Linked DNA regions of Danio rerio: region 2 is linked to region 1. The links are chromatin contacts, called in public Hi-C maps. All regions are on one chromosome and are shown on one strand. The core of a region is the stretch at or near the end of the contact, and the rest is flanking DNA. Distances in the headings are between cores, read along the strand shown.

Region 1 (5,278 bases), core at 758-3,257:
GACAGACAGACAGACAGACAGACAGACAGACAGACAGACAGACAGACAGACAGACAGACAGACAGACAGACAGACAGACAGTTAGATAGACAGACAGACAGACAGACATGTTTGGCCACTTACTCTGCTTCCTTTAATTCCTGGTGCTCCTATCTCCCCTCTGTCACCCTGGTAAAAAAAAATCATTATTATTATATTATGTAAAGAAAAAGAGGAAAGAGATATAGATTCTACATGTAACTTAAGGATGTGTTCGGAATTGGTGAAATGTACAATACCTTTGGCCCCATTGACCCTGGAGGGCCCTCATGACCTTGCATTCCAGGAAACCCAACAAGGCCCATCAAACCAGGGAGCCCAACCTCACCCTAATGCGGACAAACAAAAGGTCATGATTTCAATGAGTTTCATCTTCTCCTTTTCTCTTTTTATTTAATTTACTTTTTACTTATATTTAGATCACACTTGACCATTTTTTACATTATTTAAGCAATGGATTAATGTACAATTAATGTACACAAAATAAAGGTCAACTTATCATCAGTCAGCATTTGTTGTATCTGAAGACTGAAGGGCTTTATTTGGCAAAAATACCACCTAGATGTACATTATCTGAGCTACTTGCCATAAAAGTAAACGATTAGGCCCAAAACATTGATCTGACTGGAAATAACTCATCAACCCTTTAAATAAACGTAAAGCTTACAGAAACAAAAATGTATTAAAATAAATATTTATTCAGCCAAAAGATGGCGCCAAATAATGAAAAAACAGCATCTTGAAATATAATCACAAAAACATAAATATGAATGCATTCACATCAGTCAAGATGATTTGTAGTATGCAGATGAGCCTGTGCTATAGGTTCCAGTGGTTGTTATTGGGGAATAGCAAAACTTGGAATATCATAATGAACCATTCATTCATTCATTCATTCATTTTCTTTTCAGGCTTAGTCCTTTATTTATCTGGGGTCATGAACCGCCAACTTATCCAGCACATTTTTTACACAGCAAATGCCCTTCCAGCTGCAACCCATCTCTGGAAAACATCCATACACACTCATTCACACTCATACACTGCGGACAATTTAGCCTACCCAATTCACCTGTACCGCATGTCTTTGGACTGTGGGGGAAACCAGAGCACACGGAGGAAACCTACGCGAACGCTGGGAGAACATGCAAACTCCACACAGAAACGCCAACTGACCCAGCCGATGATCGAACCAGCATCCTTCTTGCTGTGAGGTGACAGTACTACCTAATGCTCCACAACGTGGCCAAAGTAATGAACCAATCAGTTAAGTATCCTAGTGATGTGTAATGATGCTAGTTAATGTGTTTACTAATATGATTTAAGAATAACCACTGCAACAAAAAAAAACTTTTCTCGCTTAAAAGTTTTTGTCTTTTTTGTCTTTTTTTGTTTTTAGTCCAAATATCTACAAATCAAGAAGAATTTTCAAGGCAAGCAAAACAAATTGGTCTTGTTTTCAGATATGTCAAAATTAAGTAGTTTTCTTTAGTTTTGCAAATAATCTGCCAATGGGGTAAGATAAATAATCTTATTTCAAAGCAAAATAATATTTCTTCTTGTATAGAAAGTGTTTCTTGACTTGAGACTTTTTTAATATTTGTTTTTGAAACAAGAAAAAAATCTCTAATTAAAAGTTTGCAGTGAATAATACAGCATTTATAATTGCAGCTGATGTTAAATTTAACATTTGCCAATGCTTTATTCAAATCAAAGTTGTGCTTGTTAACTTGTGATTGTATTTTCATTTAAAAAAACGTTGACAAACATTATGCAAAATACTACAATAAATGTATAGGTGGTTGTTTGTTTAGGTTAGTAAATACAATACCTAACATAAACCAATGAGATCTCATTATTGCTACTGTATATGTTGTATAAATCTCTTAACCATTCACTACATTAATGAACTTTGAGGAATGGCAGACAATGTTGTTAATACGCATGCACCACTAGATGGCGCAACAGATCAGTGTTCTGACAATATGAACTACATGAAAAGGTCATGAATGCACACACTCTCACACGCATGAGTGTTTGTGTGCAGTGAAGTTCAACAGGCCTAAAGCCAGCTGTTTATATTCTCCTCTACACCAATAGATAGTACAAAAACGTGACACAGCATTTCCCCAAACATCATTTTGCATCATGATGCCCCAGGAAATGTAATTGATTACTGACAAAAACACTTTTTTGTTTTGTTTTGAGGCAATTCAATCCAGATTTTTGTAGAATATTAAGTTCATGTAGATATTGGTAAAAGTCGCCCCTGCTGTTACGACAAAATGTGCTTTTTTTAAGATAACAAAAAGCTGTCTGAATTGTATATATTTTTCAACAGGATATGGTTACATCTAGAAGGTGAATAGTATTTAGTATGCTTGGGTGATCAATTCAGAGATAATTACTATACACTGTAGTTACTTAAAAAAAAAAATAAATAAATAAATAAATAAAGCCATGAATAAAAAAAAAAGTGTGCACCTTCACTTAAACTAATGAATAAAAAAATGAATAAAAACATAGTAAATGAACGTTTATGAATAAAAACAATGTTAAGTCACTAGTCTTTTTTTACAAGGAATTAATAAATAAACCATCCTATTTAATTAAAAAATATAATACATTTATTGTTTCTGTAAAGCTTATTGTAAATTATTTGATCTCTTTTAGCTTTTACATTTTTAAGATTTTCACTTTTTCCACTATTTACAACAATGTTTATTGCTATGTGGGGAAAGGAGATCACTTGCTAATCATTTTTCTTTACTGTGTATACTACTGTGTAGGATTGAGTTTGAGTAAAGTGATAATAATCGTTTTATCTATAAAGGAGAAATCCAATTTCTTCCACATTTAAAATAAAATAATGCTTTCATTCATTTATTCATTCATTCATTCATTCATTCATTCATTTATGATTAATTGAACAAATGAACGAATGAACGAAGGAATGAATGAATGAATGAATGAATGAATGAATGAATGAATGAATGAATGAATGTGTGGTAACAATAATAATTAGTGGTTTAGATAATAATATTTGGTGGAATATCCTTGATTTTCCATCACAACAAATAAAGATATTTACTATTGTTGATCTTAAATGATGCAACATAGGTAATATGGCAGGAAGTAGAAGAAAACATGCCCACCTTTGCCCCTTTAACACCGCTGCAGTCACAACCACCACATGAAGACCCCGAGCATCCACCCTGAAAGAAAAAGATGAAAAATTATGTCAGCTTTGAAACACTAGGAGGCAGCAAATACATGATAAAGGCATTCAAAATGGGTTAATGGAGTACAGAGACTCAAGGGTGGCAATGAAGAGAACATTCTGGTAAAATCTACTGATGGCTTAGAATTAAACAGAAAAATGTTGATAGCGTGAATAAATCAACATCATTTTGGACATGTAAGCTTTTAGAAAATGCTAATAGAAGAAAGTGGCATGATTTCATGTTGAACAGTATTGATCCACATTAGTCATTTTTTTAACAATATTTTACTCCAGGACAGCTACGAGAAATGTATTTAATATGTGCAGGGTCTGAAACAGACACATAAGCTAAAGGCTTTAAAGACAGAGATTTAATATTTCACTACAATATAAAAGTTACTTTTTGTGTTGGCTCAAGTAAAACTGCACTTTATATTTATTTGAGATGAACAATGTGTTAATAATAACACAAAATGCTACTGAATGCTCACAATGCTACAGACTTATCTTCATTTTCAATACTTCAATAGTAAATCAGCTGCTTTCAAAAAAAGTTTTCTTTTTAAAAATCAACAATGAATGTTCTAACGCAAAACAAGCTAATGTAAACTGTGCATGTAACGTCAAGTAATGAAAGTGGAAGGTAAACAAACACACAGTTGTAGACTTATGTAGTTTTAAAGTCCAACAAATCATTCTAGTATAGTCCTTCAACAGGCAAAATTATTAGTCCCTCCTGTGAAATTTGAATCCATTTTCAAATACATCCCATGCTATGTTTAACAGATCAAGGACATTTTCACTGTCATTTCCATAATATTTAATAAAAAAATCTTACTTCTTTTTTAGTTTATCTGGAATAAAAGCATTTTATTATGCATATTAAGGTGAATATTATCCAATGACTTGCCCAATTAGCCTCGATTGCCTGTTTAACTTAAATAAGTCTTTAAAGTGCATGTTAAACTTAATACTAGTACCTAGCAAAACAACTACTGCAGAAAGATACTATATGTACACTACCTGACAGTAAAGTCTTGAAAGTCTTGACAGTCTTGTCGTCTATCTAAGTTTTAGGAACAACAAATAATAACTTGACTTGTAGTTGATCATTTGGTATCAGAAGTGTCCTATATGAAAGGCAAAGGCCTTTAGTTTACGCTTATTTTACCAAATTTAAATATAATCATGCCTTGATATTTAAATATTTAATTAGGACAGAAAGGTCTGACTTTGCTTAGACAAAAGTCTTGTCACTTAGCAGAAATAATGTACAGTATAGAATATAAAGTCATGGTGCAAAAATAATAAATATTGTGTATGACTCCCATAAGCTTGGGGGACTGCATCCATATATTTCTGCAATGACGCAAATAACTTAATAATAAAGTCATCTGGAATGGCAAAGAAAGCGTTCCTGCAGGACTCCCAGAGTTCATCAAAAATCTTTGGATTCATCTTCAATGCCGCCTCCTTCATCTTACACCAGACATACTTGATAATGTTTAGTTCTGGTGACTGGGCTGGCCAATCCTGAAGCACCTTGATCTTTTTTGCTTAAAATTATTGTTGAAAAATGTGTCGAAAATCACTTCTTTCACTTGGCAAAAAATATATACAAATATATTTAAAACAAGTGGATGAGTTTGTGTTATTATTTTGGAATGATGTATCCCTTTAATAATCTTGAGTTATGAAAACATCTATACTAACAAATGACAATAATTTATGAGTGGAATGTTGAATTCATTAAACTTTACAATCGCAGAATGCATAATAAATCAGTATCTTTTCCTTTTCTTCCTCTCTCTACACATGTGTATGTTAGCGTAAAGATAAAACAGGCTGTTGGCATGTGCACAAATTGTTTGGTCTAAACACACTGATGACAGATATCATGAAGAGGGGCCTGCGGATTCAAACAGAGCCATCAAGCCAAGAATTGAACACACCTGTTCTACTGTTGAGACTCAAATAAACTCCCTTTTAATGGATAGCTGGTCTAAGCATGATAATGTA
Region 2 (5,107 bases), core at 1,800-4,299, 150 kb after region 1:
TTATAAAATATGACAACAGACATTCAAAAATCTCAATAGAAGCTTTGAATATAATTGTGACAAAAAATAATTCTGTACAGTCTTAAATGATGAGTCAAAATTACCACTATGGCCATTCTTTTAGTTATTAACTTATCGTAGTTCCTGTTTTGACATTAAATCTATGAAGACCTATGAATATTCAAATTAGTGTACACCTCCACTCAATCACACCAGCTCTACCTGCTGCGTTTTCATTCAGTTAGCAGGGAAAAAAAAACACTGTAATAAACCCAATAAAGTGGCTGAGACTTGGCAAACTGCAGTTTCTCAGTGGGTTTGAATTGCTTATCTGTGAGCATATAATTCACACCAGACAGACATAAAAACTATGAAAACTTAATTTACACCATAGGCAATCTTTAAAGGTGCAGGATGTAAGTTTGACACCCAGTGGTTGAACTAGGTATTGCACACCTGGTTCAAAACACAAAACACATTTATATTTTAGAAATGGCTTCTATTTCTTGCAGCTGAACAACAAACTGACAGTGTTGACCTCAGGTACACCTCATGTGCTTTATTCAGTGTTAAATGCTAATAATGTGAGTTTGAAAAACTTGTTACACAATGTTTATTGCCATACTACTAAAAGCAACACCAGATAGTTTACCTTGAAAATAAAATAAACTGTTTAAACTTGAACTGTAGCCTAGATTGTGACTCAGTGTAAACCAACACATATCAGTGATTCAGCATGTACATTTAATAATATTAAAGAAGTTTAATATGTATTAATTAAATTATGAGTCTTACCATTTCGTTGGAGTGCAGTAGGTGCACTATTCTGTGCTTCTGATCGGCTGTATTTACATTTGTGTCATGTTTCGTCTAGTGCAAACAGCCAAATGGCTTATCACTGTAAATCTCGTCAAGTAGTTTATTGTTAGGACACGGGGTTACAATGTGACATGCTCACCTAATGTTTATGTTCGATGTATTTATATTATATGCTAATTATTAACCAGCTCATGTGGAACTCTGAATCTGCAGTTCAGTTCGGAGGCTGCTACTGTCCACCAGAGGTCACATTTTGACCACAGATGCACACTTTGAGAGCCTTCCTGACTAAATGAATAAATACGCAGTTTTCCACCAAAGCTACTCAATGTGCTGAAATATAATTGGCTAAACTGGCATTGGTCGGGTTAAAAGAACCAAAACAAAGACAGACTTGTTTCAGCAGGGTGTTTTCACACCTCTACTTTGGAAAAAGTCAGAAAAGTGGGCGTGTCCAGCTCTGTTTAGGGGGGAGTGTCGGAGGAAGAAAAGCGGCTTGGTATGGGAGTGTCTATTTGGGCACGCTGAATTTCAGAGTCAAAACACACAACCACAGCGGACAATGTGACTGTGTTTACATGGACATCTGTAGTCGAATTATTTGCCAAATTATTAAATGGTGGACTTTAACTGCAGTTTGGCTCTTTCATTCAGGGAATTCATTCATGTTCCTCCCGACAAACATGATATTTGATTCGAGGAACTGCTGTAAGCGTGCATTTTTCATGCAATGTTTGATACCGCACGGCGAATGAGAGAAAAAAAAAACTTAGATGCACACGGCAGGTAGTGTCAGAAAGCCGCGTGTGTTATTCCGGTCACAAAATCCAACACGAGGTTATAGTTTAATTGTAACTGTTAGTGCTAACTTGTTTACACTCGGTGCAATAGTTTGTTTGATACGAATAAAATACGAACTGAATAAACAAAGAGCACTGGTTGCTCACTTACCATATCTGTAGAGACAGGACAATCCACAGCAACTAGAGCCGCGTCTTTATTAAGAGGAGACTACAAGCGAATCCGGATCTCAGCGTTTGCAGATGAGAACAGCTCTCAGGTAAACAATAATCCTCCTTAGACACGTAAGTTATTGTTGTCAAGCGTCGCGTACACTGTTAATGCACACGTGACTACAGCTGCGCTCTCACAGAGAGAAAATGAAAACAAAACTTAACTGCAGCAAACTATAAAAGCAACACTTCACGCTTGTTTTGCCAACACAACGTGGCGTTTTTGCCGTCTACACTCTGACAGTAATGAATATTAATGAAATTGCACAATAGAGTGCGCTGATTGGTTTGAATCAAGCCTTACTCATGCATTAATGCAACACACTGTAAGACGTAATAAGACACACTCTGGCACAGACGCCCAGTCTGCACGCTGGAATACAACGCTATTATGTCATGGCCGTGACGCAGCTTCAAAAATTCGTTTCAAACCGGAAGTACGAATTTGCTTGAAAAAACGTAAAAACAACCAGTTTAAACTTTTTAGTGAAATATAGGTGTCCTAATAGTGTTTTTAGCAGTATAAGATAAAAATGTGTTTTGGTGTTTCGTGACCCTTTAAAGCAGAATATCCGACTTTAGCATTGATTTTGAGATAAACAAAAGGTTAATTTAGCATGTTTCTTAAACATCTGCAAACATATTATGGCATTTCTAAGCTTTAGAAGAGTCAGAAACTTACAAACACCACCTTAAAGGAAATAAAAATTATTTCATTACTTCCAACCTCATGCAATATAGACAGAACTTCTGAAAATCCAGGAATTCCTATGAATGTAGCTTAAAGAATGTATATCTTCTGTAATCCAGTATTACCAAGATCTTCATCATTCTTAGCTGCAGACACAAACATAAAAACAAATGGCTGTGTGTAAATTTTCTACCATCCCAACACTTCTGTGTGTCTCCTGTTTTTTTTTTTTTTTCCATCAAATTCTTGAGTGAAGAGGTAATGGAGGAGGTGAGGAGACACTTAACACTTTAAATGTGGCATTACCGTCACGCTCAGTGAAAAGAGACTGGGGGTTTGTATTGGAAAAGTTCAAGAAAGATCGAGTTCTGTTCAGGGTCACCAGATTAAAACACAGAATTTAAATGAATTTATCTCGGAGCGTCATGCTGTAGATGAAAAAATGCAGGAGATTAATGCAGAGAGGAAGCCATAGTGTGAGGCAGAAGCAGAGGGTGAGAGAAACAGGAAATGACCTGTGTGTTTTATGGCTCCACTCTGAACTGGAGAAGCCTGGGAGAGCTGGACTCTCACCTGACACACCCAGGAGCTGTCAATAACTTCAACTAATGGCTAATCACTCACTTCCTTCTCACACAAGTGCACACTTAATGCCATGTCTGCTTGGACTTTTTTTTAAATGCATTAAGAGCCTTTTCATCACACTGATCCTTTCTTTTGCTGTAGAAGTGTTAGACTTTTTATTTTGCATTCTTTCTGTCTCATCTCACTCCAGAATTTTTTATTTATTTATTTTTTAAATAGTTTATTCTCTATCATGCATTGTAAAAAGTGATTATTCACATTATACATTTTACATTATTTTTATTATTTACTAAAAAAAGTGACTAAACCTGTTGCCTTAAAAGTGACTAGCTGACTTTGCTTTAACTCTGCTGTCGTGTTCATATCCTGCCCGTTACTTTAGTGTTCCTGGTCAAAATTGACCAGTCTGTTTTAACTGCTCTCATATTAGCACACACAAAAAAAAAAAAAATTTTCACCACCAAATTTTTATTCAATATTCTTTAGCTGTTAGCAATGTATGAAAGTAGTGTTTTAAATGAATTTAAAGAATTAGAAATAAAATAACTGCAGTGAAAATACAAATAGGTACCTAAAATTAATTCATTCATTTTCTTTTCGGCTTAGTCCCTTTATTAATCCGGGGTCGCCACAGCGCAATGAACCACCAACTTATTCAGTACGTTTTTTACGCAACAGATGCCCTGTCAGCTGCAACCCATCTGTAGGAAACATCCACACGCGCTCATTCACACACATACACTATGGACAATTTAGCTTACTCAATTCCCCTGTACCGCATGTCTTTGGACTGTTGGGGAAACCGGAGCACCCGGAGGAAACCCACGCAAATGCAGGGAAAACATGCAATCTCCACACAGAAACGCCAACGGACCCAGCCGAGGCTCGAACCAGTGACCTTCTTGCTGTAAGGCGACAGCACTACTTTCTGCGCCACTGCGTCGCCAGGTACTTAAAATGTAGTACAAAATGAACAATAGAGGACAGAAATCAAAATACTTTGTTTCATTACCAATAGACAGCTCACTAAAATAACTACCACAGGGTCTGACCAAAGAAAATGAAAATGCAATCTATCTGAATGATTTTTCAACCAGCAAAGCACAAACAAAACAATATCCTATCCTGTGTACCGAGTGTTCAAATTTTCATTAAGTCCTTTAATTGAACTACATAGGCAATCGACTGATTTCACACGGCCATCATTTTAAACAGCAAAATCGAGACTGCGGTGGGAAGAAACCTGGAAATATCGCCTGAGTCACAGAGGAACGCTGTGTACCTGGCTGTATATCTTATCAGCAAAGAAAAAAGGACACAAATTTAAACTTTTACCGCCTTCTGAGTGACCAGAAGGTTCGGTCTGAATGAATAGTGAAAATAAAAAGGGATACTGGACCTTATTTTCAGTTAAGGGAAGTTAAGGGAAATGGCAATAGTTAGCTAAAGTTTTCTTTCACAAACACATGTTTTAGATGCCATTTTTCAAACTCCAGTTAATGAACTTATTCTTTCACTATATTAGACCTGTCATGATACAAAATTTCAGCACTGAAATAAAAAAAAAAACGTCCATTTCCCGTTAACATTTAATGCACTGTTGAAGGCATTCTTAAACAGCGTTGATTTGCCTTTGTGTTCGTGCTCAACAGAAATGACTGGATTGGCCGCATTTCACTGATGTTTACCCAGTGCAAAGACACACGAGCGATCCGTTTGATAAAACCACTGATCTTCATGGCTTTTAAACACTCCCATCTCCATGTATCTGTGTTTGCAATCTGTGAAGAGCGCTGAACTGATGACCTTCACGACCAATCACAGTCATTTTCTAAATTTCTTCGTACCTCATTTTCTCCAGCAAGCAGGAGAGCAATGTGTTTTTTCATCACAGAGGAAGTGTTGTTTTTAAAGAAATTTCTAAAGTAAAGTTTGTTTTTGTATTTTTGAAAGTTACGTTTTTGGTAGAATAAAGTTAGAAGGTAGAAGGTAGACTTCA

What was found. Hi-C and Micro-C count contacts between places; a contact is called where the count stands out from the background.
Region 2: a contact with region 1 is called in a Hi-C map of embryo, with 3 times the contacts expected there. The contact joins two enhancer-like sites. A contact is called at or near these places in 7 of 18 Hi-C or Micro-C datasets (caudal fin, embryo, fibroblasts and 2 more) and 1 of 4 datasets of contacts at active chromatin or transcription factors (caudal fin).

What each region holds. Positions count from the first base shown.
Region 1 is chr9:8,755,319-8,760,596 of GRCz12tu, forward strand. col4a1 (collagen, type IV, alpha 1) reads right to left here. Exons shown (of 52, transcript XM_688948.11): 2 at 3,192-3,251; 3 at 279-368; 4 at 124-168. Among named protein-coding and RNA genes, the nearest start is that of col4a1, 58 kb to the right of the region's middle. Within about 2 kb of position 2,008, at least 4 of the 62 cell types and tissues checked have an H3K27ac peak or open chromatin away from gene starts, as enhancers often do.
Region 2 is chr9:8,903,507-8,908,613 of GRCz12tu, forward strand. The region is part of intron 4 of col4a2 (collagen, type IV, alpha 2); the gene reads left to right. Among named protein-coding and RNA genes, the nearest start is that of rab20, 74 kb to the right of the region's middle. Within about 2 kb of position 3,050, at least 13 of the 62 cell types and tissues checked have an H3K27ac peak or open chromatin away from gene starts, as enhancers often do.